Linked DNA regions of Danio rerio: region 2 is linked to region 1. The links are chromatin contacts, called in public Hi-C maps. All regions are on one chromosome and are shown on one strand. Each heading gives the region's core, a stretch centred on a gene start, on an enhancer-like site or on the middle of the called end of the contact. The rest is flanking DNA. Distances are from core to core; before and after follow the strand shown. Region 1 overlaps ncoa2 (nuclear receptor coactivator 2). Region 2 overlaps ncoa2 (nuclear receptor coactivator 2).

Region 1 (4,563 bases), core at 1,700-4,199:
TTGGTTGCAGTTTCTGTGCTAACTGTATCATCATCATATTGTGCGACAGTCTGCTATTACTTATACTTATTACTTATCTTTAGGGTTTTCCAAGAGTCTTTCTACCAATAAATATCCTCGTTCTTCATTTCCATCCATAATTGTAATGCCAATGTTGGACAGCAGAATTACAATCATTCTAAGTTGGGACAGTTTTGGGGTTGACTTAAAGTTTAGACTACAAAAGTTTCTGTAATTCCACCTTCCTATCTGTAGTTAAGATAAGGAAACGCACTTAGGAAATGCTTTTCTGTAATGGCTTTTGAGCTAAATGTCATCCTAAGTGAATTACCATGGTTACAAAACGGATATGATAAGAGATATAAGATTTTACAGTTAGGATCTTTCTTTAATACACCCCCAGAAGATCTGTGTGTTAACTTTATGAACAAAATGTGTAAGTATTATTCATTTTTGTTGTCACAAAGTAATTTTTTTTCGGAATATTGCAAATTCTAATAGACCCTATTGGACGTTTTGTTCAGAGAAACAGAGTAATGGCATATTTTGGGTTTGTCTACAGAAATTCTTTAATTAGTTAAATGCCTATTTCTTATAATTTAAAATTTACAAAGCTTTCTTGAGCTACTTCAGACTGACAGACATTACTTTTACAGGAACCTCTAACACAGCGGTGCCCAATTCCTGTCCTAGAGCGTACTCACACTAGGTACAGTTGCCTTAAATCATGCCGAAATGCCATTGTCCTCCCCTCTCCCCCGACAGTCTGCACCCACACTGCATTTTGCCTTTTGAGCCGAGCACGCTTGCGTCAAAGATTATGCGACTTTTCAGTTGAACAGAAAGAGAAGCGCTCTCGATCAGCACAGTGGAGATTTCTTTAGTTATATTGTTTTGTATAATTTTTAGTTGTTTAAGATGCAGTACACCCAATTAAATTTTGCTGAACAGATCCACAACTTTTGACACAAAAATTATCATAAATGTAATCCTACTGCACGCCGGCAGTTATCTCTCTGCAACTCTCACATGGTCACCCACTGAAGCTAAACAGGGCTGCGCCCAATGAGTACCTGTATGGGAAACCACATGGAAAAGCTAAGTTGCTGATAGAAGTGGTGTTAGTGAGGCCAGCAGGGGGCACACAACCTGCAGTCTGTGTGGGTCCTAACGCCAAAATATATTGATTTGGAGTCTATACTGCTCAGTAAGCACCGTCTTTCGGATGGGATGTTAAATCGAGGTTCTGACTCTCTGGTTATCAAAAAATCCCAGGATGTCTTTCGAAAAAGAGTAGGGGTTTAATGCTGGCATCCTGGCCAAATTTGCCTACTGGTCTCTGTCCATCATGGCCTGGTAACGAAGCCATAATCGGCTTCATCACTCTGTCTCCTCTCCACCAATCAGCTAGTGTGTGGTGTGCAGTCCGGCGCAATATGGCTGCCATCATTCAGGTGGATGCTGCACACTGGTGGTAGATGAAGAGATTCCCCCCAATGTTTAAAGCGCTTTGAGTTTCTAGAAAAGTGCTATATAAATCTAAGGAATTATTATTATTATTATTATTATTATTATTAGGAGGTTTGCTGAAGGTGTAGCTGACATGCAGTGAGGGATTTGTATCTTTAATAAACTATGACAGTTTGCGTTCATTGAAAGGTAAGAATGATTAATAAATCCATATGAAACAATCACTTAAATGTGACGTTGCATCTTAAGTTTTGGTTCCAGGCGCGCTTTACACCCACACTACAAGCGTACCACACCAATGCCAAACTGAACCATTCTCCCGCATACCTTTTCCAACCAAGTTAAATTGGAAGGCCCAATTCGGAGCACTCACACTTGTCAAACGAACCGGAAAACTTGCCTGAGCATGGTTCAGAAAGTGTGAGTGCATCCCTAGAGGGTTTAGCTTCAACCCAGACAGGCTCAAGCACACTTGAATAAAAGTTTTGTATGTCTGAAGACTTTGATAAACTGATTCACTGAGTTTTATTAAGATTAGAAATAAACTTAAGGATATTAGGTCAGTGGCACTGCTGCTTTTAGATGTTTTAGAACATCTTAACTTGAACACTTGAACCAGCTAATAAAAGTCTTCAGACTCACAGGCAAGCTACAGGCAGAGATCAGCTTGATCAGATTTGGATCTAAACTCAGCAGTAAAGAGGTCAAAGTTGAGAACTGTTGCTTTGGATGTGGCAAATACACCTTGCCCAACAAATGTTGAAATAACTTGTTATAGGTTAAATAATTGCTTTAAAAGATCGATGTAAGGTGGCTCTTGTTTCCATAAAGTCTTGGGACATACGTTAAGACTGTTTCGACCAAAAACAGAGGTGGCGTTTAAGCTTGTCGACAATCTAATCTTCCAAGCTCGGTTTGTCAGCTGCAGAGTGTGGACCCTCCCACCGAGCATTCGCTGGAGAAGTTTATTGATTTTTCTCACTGCATCTGTGCCTCTTGTAACCCAAAACCCATCAATACACATCAGACATTTAACCCCCTCTCCGTTATACTTTCAGTTACGGTAATATAGTTAACCCCGCATTTCGAAATTTTCCAACAGGCTCAGTGCTAGAGCAAACTGTACACTTCTGATGGACAGATAAGGGAGATCCATTCATCTCCCTTTGTTTCTAGCCACAAGCATTGTCTGCCCATGAGCTGCTCCAGACCCAGCCGTTTGCCGTTTAATGTGTTTATTATACGGCGCTCTCCCTGTGGCAGCTTGAAGTGGCTGTCAGTTTAAAAGATTCATGAATGTGATTGGCTTCGGTAAATGGACGTTGGCTTTTTGGGCCTGCATGATGCTGGTACATTAAGACCATTACATTCTCAGTAATTGTGGAGCTTATGAGTGGCAGGAACATCTCTCTTTCCCTCTCTCAGTCAAGCCATCTGGGACAGTGGCTGGAGACCAGGCCTGCGGCTCAGGGGAGGAGAGTGTGTCGATCTCCTCCTCCTCCCCTCCTCCTCCTCATCTCTCGCTCTTTCAATCTCAGTCATAAGCTCATTGCCATCCCCATCCCCCCTCTTGTCCATCGCTTGTTTACTACAACTTCTTTCTAGACTTTCAAGTCTTGCACATATTCTCCATCAGCACTGATAGGTTTCATTTCCTTCACTTCCTGTCTCTGGTCGTTCGCGCTAGCTGACGTTTCATCTTCAGGCTCATTATTGTCAGAAGAAGAGGCTGTAAACACAGAATCTCCTGCAAATCTCCCTCAGACACTCGCTTGTAATAAAGGCCCATCTGTTCTGCATAACCACGATCCCCATCGGCCTTAGGGATCTCTCCACACTGTAATCAGTAATGTTGGGTAATAGCTGTGGGTTGTTCGCAACAGCTCCACACGCTCTTGTGTACCTTGGCTTCGCGTACATCCACCCCCCCACCTAGATATTTAACTCATTTCAACTTCAGGCTGGATTTGGGCTTTGTGCCATCAGATGAGCGCGAAGGTTGGATTTACGTGGCGAGGTTTAACGTATGATTATTATGCAATTCCCTTTGGATTGAATCGTACTCCGGTCTGCATAGGAGGGTCAAACAAGGACATTGTTCTTGACAGTAAGGCTAGTCATTACCCAAAACCCTTCAAAGACCCCTGAAGCGGTGCCCTCTCTGTGTTCGAGGCCCCTACAAGCACAGGGTGTGTCACCAGTCCTGATCCTTCTGAGCTGTTCAAGCCACAAGATTACAGGGATGGCACATGAAGCTTTGGTGCAAGCTGCCTCTTTGTCTACTCCAGGAGAATGATAGATTGAGTCTCCCTCTGTTGCTCTCTTGAGATGCCTGTTGGGCTTTGTTTGGCAAGTTTGCAACTGTCTTTTGGTAGGTGCACGTTAACCTGCTGTAAGCTGCTTGCAAAGAATCTGTCCCATAGTTTGAGCTGGAGATTCAAGATAATATTGTCTTTTCCTTGTACAGTAGATTGTTTAAAATGTACTTTATACATGCATACAATGATTTGTGTTGAGCATTTGCCTTTAAATGAAAATTTATTTGCATTTTCAAAAACGCTGTTTATATTTTGTTTGCGTTTTATTATACAAAATAATGGAATTGCTCTGTTTCTTAGTATTTTTCTCTAGAATAAAAATTACATTTTTCAGGGTCTAAACATGCTCAAACTCAGAAAACTTTGCACACTAAACAGAAATGGTAAAAAATTACGTTTGTTATAGGTTCCAGAAGTAGGTATGGCAAAATGGCTCAACGGTGCCACCTATGCACTCTTGACTGAGTGGCCCCTGAGCTACAATTCACTCACAATATGAAAATAGGCACACGCATCAAACATGACAATACCTATAAAAAGTCGCTTGCAGCAAAATCCAAAACCCAACAGGAAGTTGGATATTTTTAGCTTCCTTTGCCAAATAACTGCAGTTTTTAGCAGTTCCAGGCTTTGTACTTTAATGAATGCACCCTACCGATTTTATTAGATCAACATCAAAAATAAGTATTGTCACCCAAAGGCATTGGCAATGTTAAAATGCGAAGATCTAGAGTTTTCGTTGAAGAGCGTGTCTGTGGTGGCCTCACAAACTTTG
Region 2 (4,512 bases), core at 233-2,732, 55 kb after region 1:
TTCATTTTGTGTTTATTTTTTAAGTAAATATTCCATTGTATAATCTGTACAAAGTATGAAGCTGACTGGTCAGTTCTTGTCACCTGACTCGCAGTGCGTTTGCAGCATTCTTTCAACTAGGCACACATGGACACGCGTCTCTATTGTAAATAAAGAACTTATATGCACAAAAGACGTGATATGTGAACGGGCTCCGCCATACAGCAGTTAATCCAGTGTGTAAACTAGAGTACAGTTGGCATAATTTTGTTTAGCTGCAGCAGTTTTGTTCTGTATAGAAACGCGGTGTTGAAAACCCTTTACAATTAATTAAACGTGATGAATTAAAGCGTGATTAATAGTGAAATTGGTTAATTGTTGCATTCCTAATCGGAAGTTTGGTTTCATTTTGTGAAACGGGAAAATAGACTACTGTCCCCCACTAAGCAGAAAGACATGTTCACTTGCACAGGTATTGAACGTGGCTTTCGTCCTTTGGTGTTTTCATGTACAGCTTTTTGGTCCAGAAACGACCCAACGCAGTTGGATTTTGTTGGTGCTAATGGTTTTTCTTCGACTTGATGTGTTCCAGCTCTAATACTGATACTATAGTTTTTGGTACTCATCACTACCGATATCTGCATTTACATTGCATTTTAAATTTTGAACAAATATCTGTTAGAGAAACCAAAGAAATATCAAGCATGTTAGTTGCCTTAATTAATTTTAGAAAACTATATATATAGTCTTTTTAACACTTAATTAACACTCTTGCATGCATTCACATGATCGCATTTGTGTGATTAGCCTTGGCCGGTCCCTGAAGCATATGATCACACCAGTGTGATTAAAATGTCGGGAGTGCGCGTCATCAACTACTAAAATTCAAATCTGACGATTTCACTTTACTAGTTGTACTTCTACTTTTTTTGTGTGTTTGCCATCATATTTTATCTTTAATTGAATGCCTTAGAGCACATTAATGCTATTCCATTGCAGAGGCATAAGAAATGACATTCATATTAATAGGGTTGCATTTATGTATTTTAGGCATACATATTATAAGTAACTGTAATCACATTACATAAAAATGAAAAGTGGAAAATTAATTTAATTAAGTAACTATTTACTTTGTACACTGACTACAGCATTGAAATGAGCATCAATTTTTTTCTATCAGACAGTTGTGGAAAAGTTTTCCATCCACCTCAAAGGTGTGAGGACGACTCCCAAGAGTTCAGAGTCTCTAAGCTTTGGTCACTTTACTAATATAGAAGCAAGTGTCAGTGTTGATAGTCTGTCATGTCACGTGTGAGATATGAGTCTTCCAGTGCCTGAAAAACAAGCCCAGAAAGCAACAGCAGCTCTTGTGGAACATGCATTCACATCCCGCCCAGAGAAATGTTTCAGTCTGTGATTCATTTGCTCTTTTCCTCCTCCTCCTCCTCTTCCACCTCTCGGAGTCACCCAGAGTTCAGGGTGCATTTGAGACCCACTTCTCCACTGGATCATGTTGGCTTTGGTTTTGGCCCTGGCTGAGGTTTTAGAGAGTGTGTGTAACAGAGAGATGAGAGATGTTTAATGTTGCTCTTCCCCTTTCTCTCTCTCTCTCTCTCTCTCTCTCTCTCTCTCTCTCTCTCACTCACACACACACACACACACACACACAATGTTTAATTTTTGCTGGGCACTGTTGGTGTGTTGAGTGATGGAGCGTCTGTCTTTATGGCCCGTGTGTGCCAGCTGCTCTATTAGCCAGCCAGTTCACCCTGGCGCTGGAGACGGACAGGAGGAATGTGTATGTACAGAGGGTTTATTAGAGACTGCGAAGCTGGGCTTTCGTGTAGTTTGGACTGAAGACCACCCAAGGGCTTCTGCAACATAAGCTGTGCGTTGTGCATGTAATGTAAAAGCCTGTTCACTTTAACTCTGATGTAAACAAAAGGACCTGTATCTCCGGCGCTAGTAAAACTAAAGACATAAGGAATGCGTGATGGTGTGATTCAGGAGTTTATGACTTAATGAATCATCCAAAAAGATTTGTAAACATGGAAGTCACAGCTTTATGTCATTCTAACTGAATGAACTCTTTGAATCAGTCATAGAGATTTCTGAATCAGTGTTTGCTTGCTTGAAGAACTACAAGTTAACTTTTGGTGATTTCCTTGTTGAAGTTTGGATGTTTGGGGACAGTTTGGCTCATGTTGTAGATGAAGCTGCAGTATGCCACTTTGTTTTGGTTAGCAAGCTTGTACATTACCAGACAGTGTACAAAACCATGTCTTTATTTTAGCCTGATTCACAGTGGCCATATTTATATGGACATCAGTTATTGAATTGTTTTACTTAATCTGAATAAGACAATAATATGATTAAGGTGTTTACATGAGTTGCTTTTTGAATGCCTGTTTTGCATGTTATAGCACATAATTCGATTAACGTCATTGCGTCTCAACGCTATTCATATTTCCCTTTGGAGTGTCATGTAATTTCGGGTGTTTCATTTTTAATTTCTTGACTTTAACTACAGTTTGTCACTTCCGCTTTTTTATTCGGAAACATTTTATGCATGACCCTTTTGACAAACATGATAATGGATGGAGTATGAACTGCTGGAAGAGTGTTGTTTTAAAAGAATTTGAGACCACACGCTGTATGGTCCTTTGCTGACTCAATAGGTGCAGAGAATAGTGTCAAACAGCCTTATGTGTATAAACTGTCCTGTTGCAAAATCTGACAAAGTCCTACACAATGATAATAATTTGATTAAGTTTTTTACTGCACTGCACTTAGTTCGATTATGGCCTCAATCGGATTAAATTAATTAAAAATGCCTGTTTACATGGTAGTCTCTTAATTTTAGAGTATTGTCTTAATTGTATTAAAATACGGACTATTGCTATCCATGTAAACGTACTCTTTGGTAAGTAATAATCTTTTAATGTAGTATAGTAATTAGGGTTGTGCTGAAAGATGATGCCATCGTCTATCGCCGATGGCTGACAAACTTCATGATGCTGAGCTGGCATTGCGATCCATTGCTCCTCCCCACATTTATATTGATATATAACTTATTATTCACATGTCATTTTAATAGCAATAACGGTCTTTTCATGAGCTGAGTTAAATGTTACATATAGCTGCCACTTGCACCACTGACAGCATCTTGAGGATTAAATGAAGGATTATACAGCACCTCTCATGCTTAAAATGTTTATTAGATTCAGTGGCAAACGCTGTTACCTGCAAACCCTGTCCGACAGACTATATAGTGAATGGCTTTAGTCATTTTCATAGCAGACTTGAAACCATGGAAGTCTTTTATCCACTTTTGGAAAAGTGTAAATGGTGGATTAACATTCAGCACATGATCACTAATAAGATGTGCTATTATTAGTAACTGTAGGTAAATCTGTCAGTGTTTTTTTTTTATTCTCTCATCTTCAGCGCTTCACGTTTTCGAGGTTGAAGCTCCTGTCATCTGAAGACAGAAGGCATTGACTGAGTGATTGACAGCTGATATTAACCAATCATTCACATTCAGTTCTAGAATAGTGAGCCAATAAGAAGAGCACAAAGGCGGGGCAAGCATTGCGTGCATTTTTATTTTAGCAAGTTCACATAACTGTTTATCTGTTCCTGATCGCTGTGTTGGCGTTTGTAGGTGCAAAGATGCATTCTGCATAAATGTCTCCTAAATCTGCGCACGAGGTGAGGATTTTGCAATGAAAACAATGAGAATGTATGCACTACAGTGAACTCCAACCAAACTCTTGTGTCCTTCAGCTGAGGGAAAAGCCATTTGAACAACACAGATCACTGTGCCTATTCATGCCAGAGTCCTGCGTTTAAAAAAAAAAAAAATAAATAAATAAATAAAAAATTTTTGACAAATGGTCATTTGTTTGTAGCTTTATTTATTTATGGTTTGTTATGGGTAAAGCAAAGACCATGTGGGTCAGGTAGTAAAACTGTAAGCTACAATTAATTCATTCATTATGAATTAATTGATATTTAACTGTCACCCAACGCCTACGAAGACTATGTAATGAAGCAATTTAATGTTATAAAGACCAAAAAAATAACATCTGTGACACGACTACTTTGAAAATCATGCAGTCTGAACTCGACATAACCATTAATAATGTCCATTAACCATTAATAATGTCCTCATTCAGTCATTGCTGAATAAAAAAAGTATTCATTTCTTATTTCTACTAATTTATTTTCTGATATGGCTGATCATGTGTGCATCAGAAACGATGCTGTTGGAGATATTATGATGTTTTTGTGGGTGGATGAGGGATGACTTTCTAACTCGGTCTCAATGGGAGCAGCGCAGCAGGTTCAGCCTCCACAATGACACACAAATGAAAGGTCACATTCCATCATATCAGCCGCTCCACCTCCTCCACCCCACACACACATACAAACTGCCTCATCATTCATCAGCTCCATTAACAACCCTTTAAAGCAAGACACTGCAGGTGAAATTATCTAATAGTTATGACCTTACCTCCACAGTTGACTGAT

Evidence for each region. Hi-C and Micro-C count contacts between places; a contact is called where the count stands out from the background.
Region 2: a contact with region 1 is called in a Hi-C map of an unstated tissue, with 1.4 times the contacts expected there. The contact joins two enhancer-like sites. A contact is called at or near these places in 2 of 18 Hi-C or Micro-C datasets (caudal fin and an unstated tissue).

Annotation. Positions count from the first base shown.
Region 1 is chr24:15,775,487-15,780,049 of GRCz12tu, forward strand. The region is part of intron 2 of ncoa2 (nuclear receptor coactivator 2); the gene reads left to right. Among named protein-coding and RNA genes, the nearest start is that of ncoa2, 70 kb to the left of the region's middle. Within about 2 kb of position 2,950, at least 26 of the 62 cell types and tissues checked have an H3K27ac peak or open chromatin away from gene starts, as enhancers often do.
Region 2 is chr24:15,832,184-15,836,695 of GRCz12tu, forward strand. The region is part of intron 7 of ncoa2 (nuclear receptor coactivator 2); the gene reads left to right. Among named protein-coding and RNA genes, the nearest start is that of prdm14, 85 kb to the right of the region's middle. Within about 2 kb of position 1,483, at least 9 of the 62 cell types and tissues checked have an H3K27ac peak or open chromatin away from gene starts, as enhancers often do.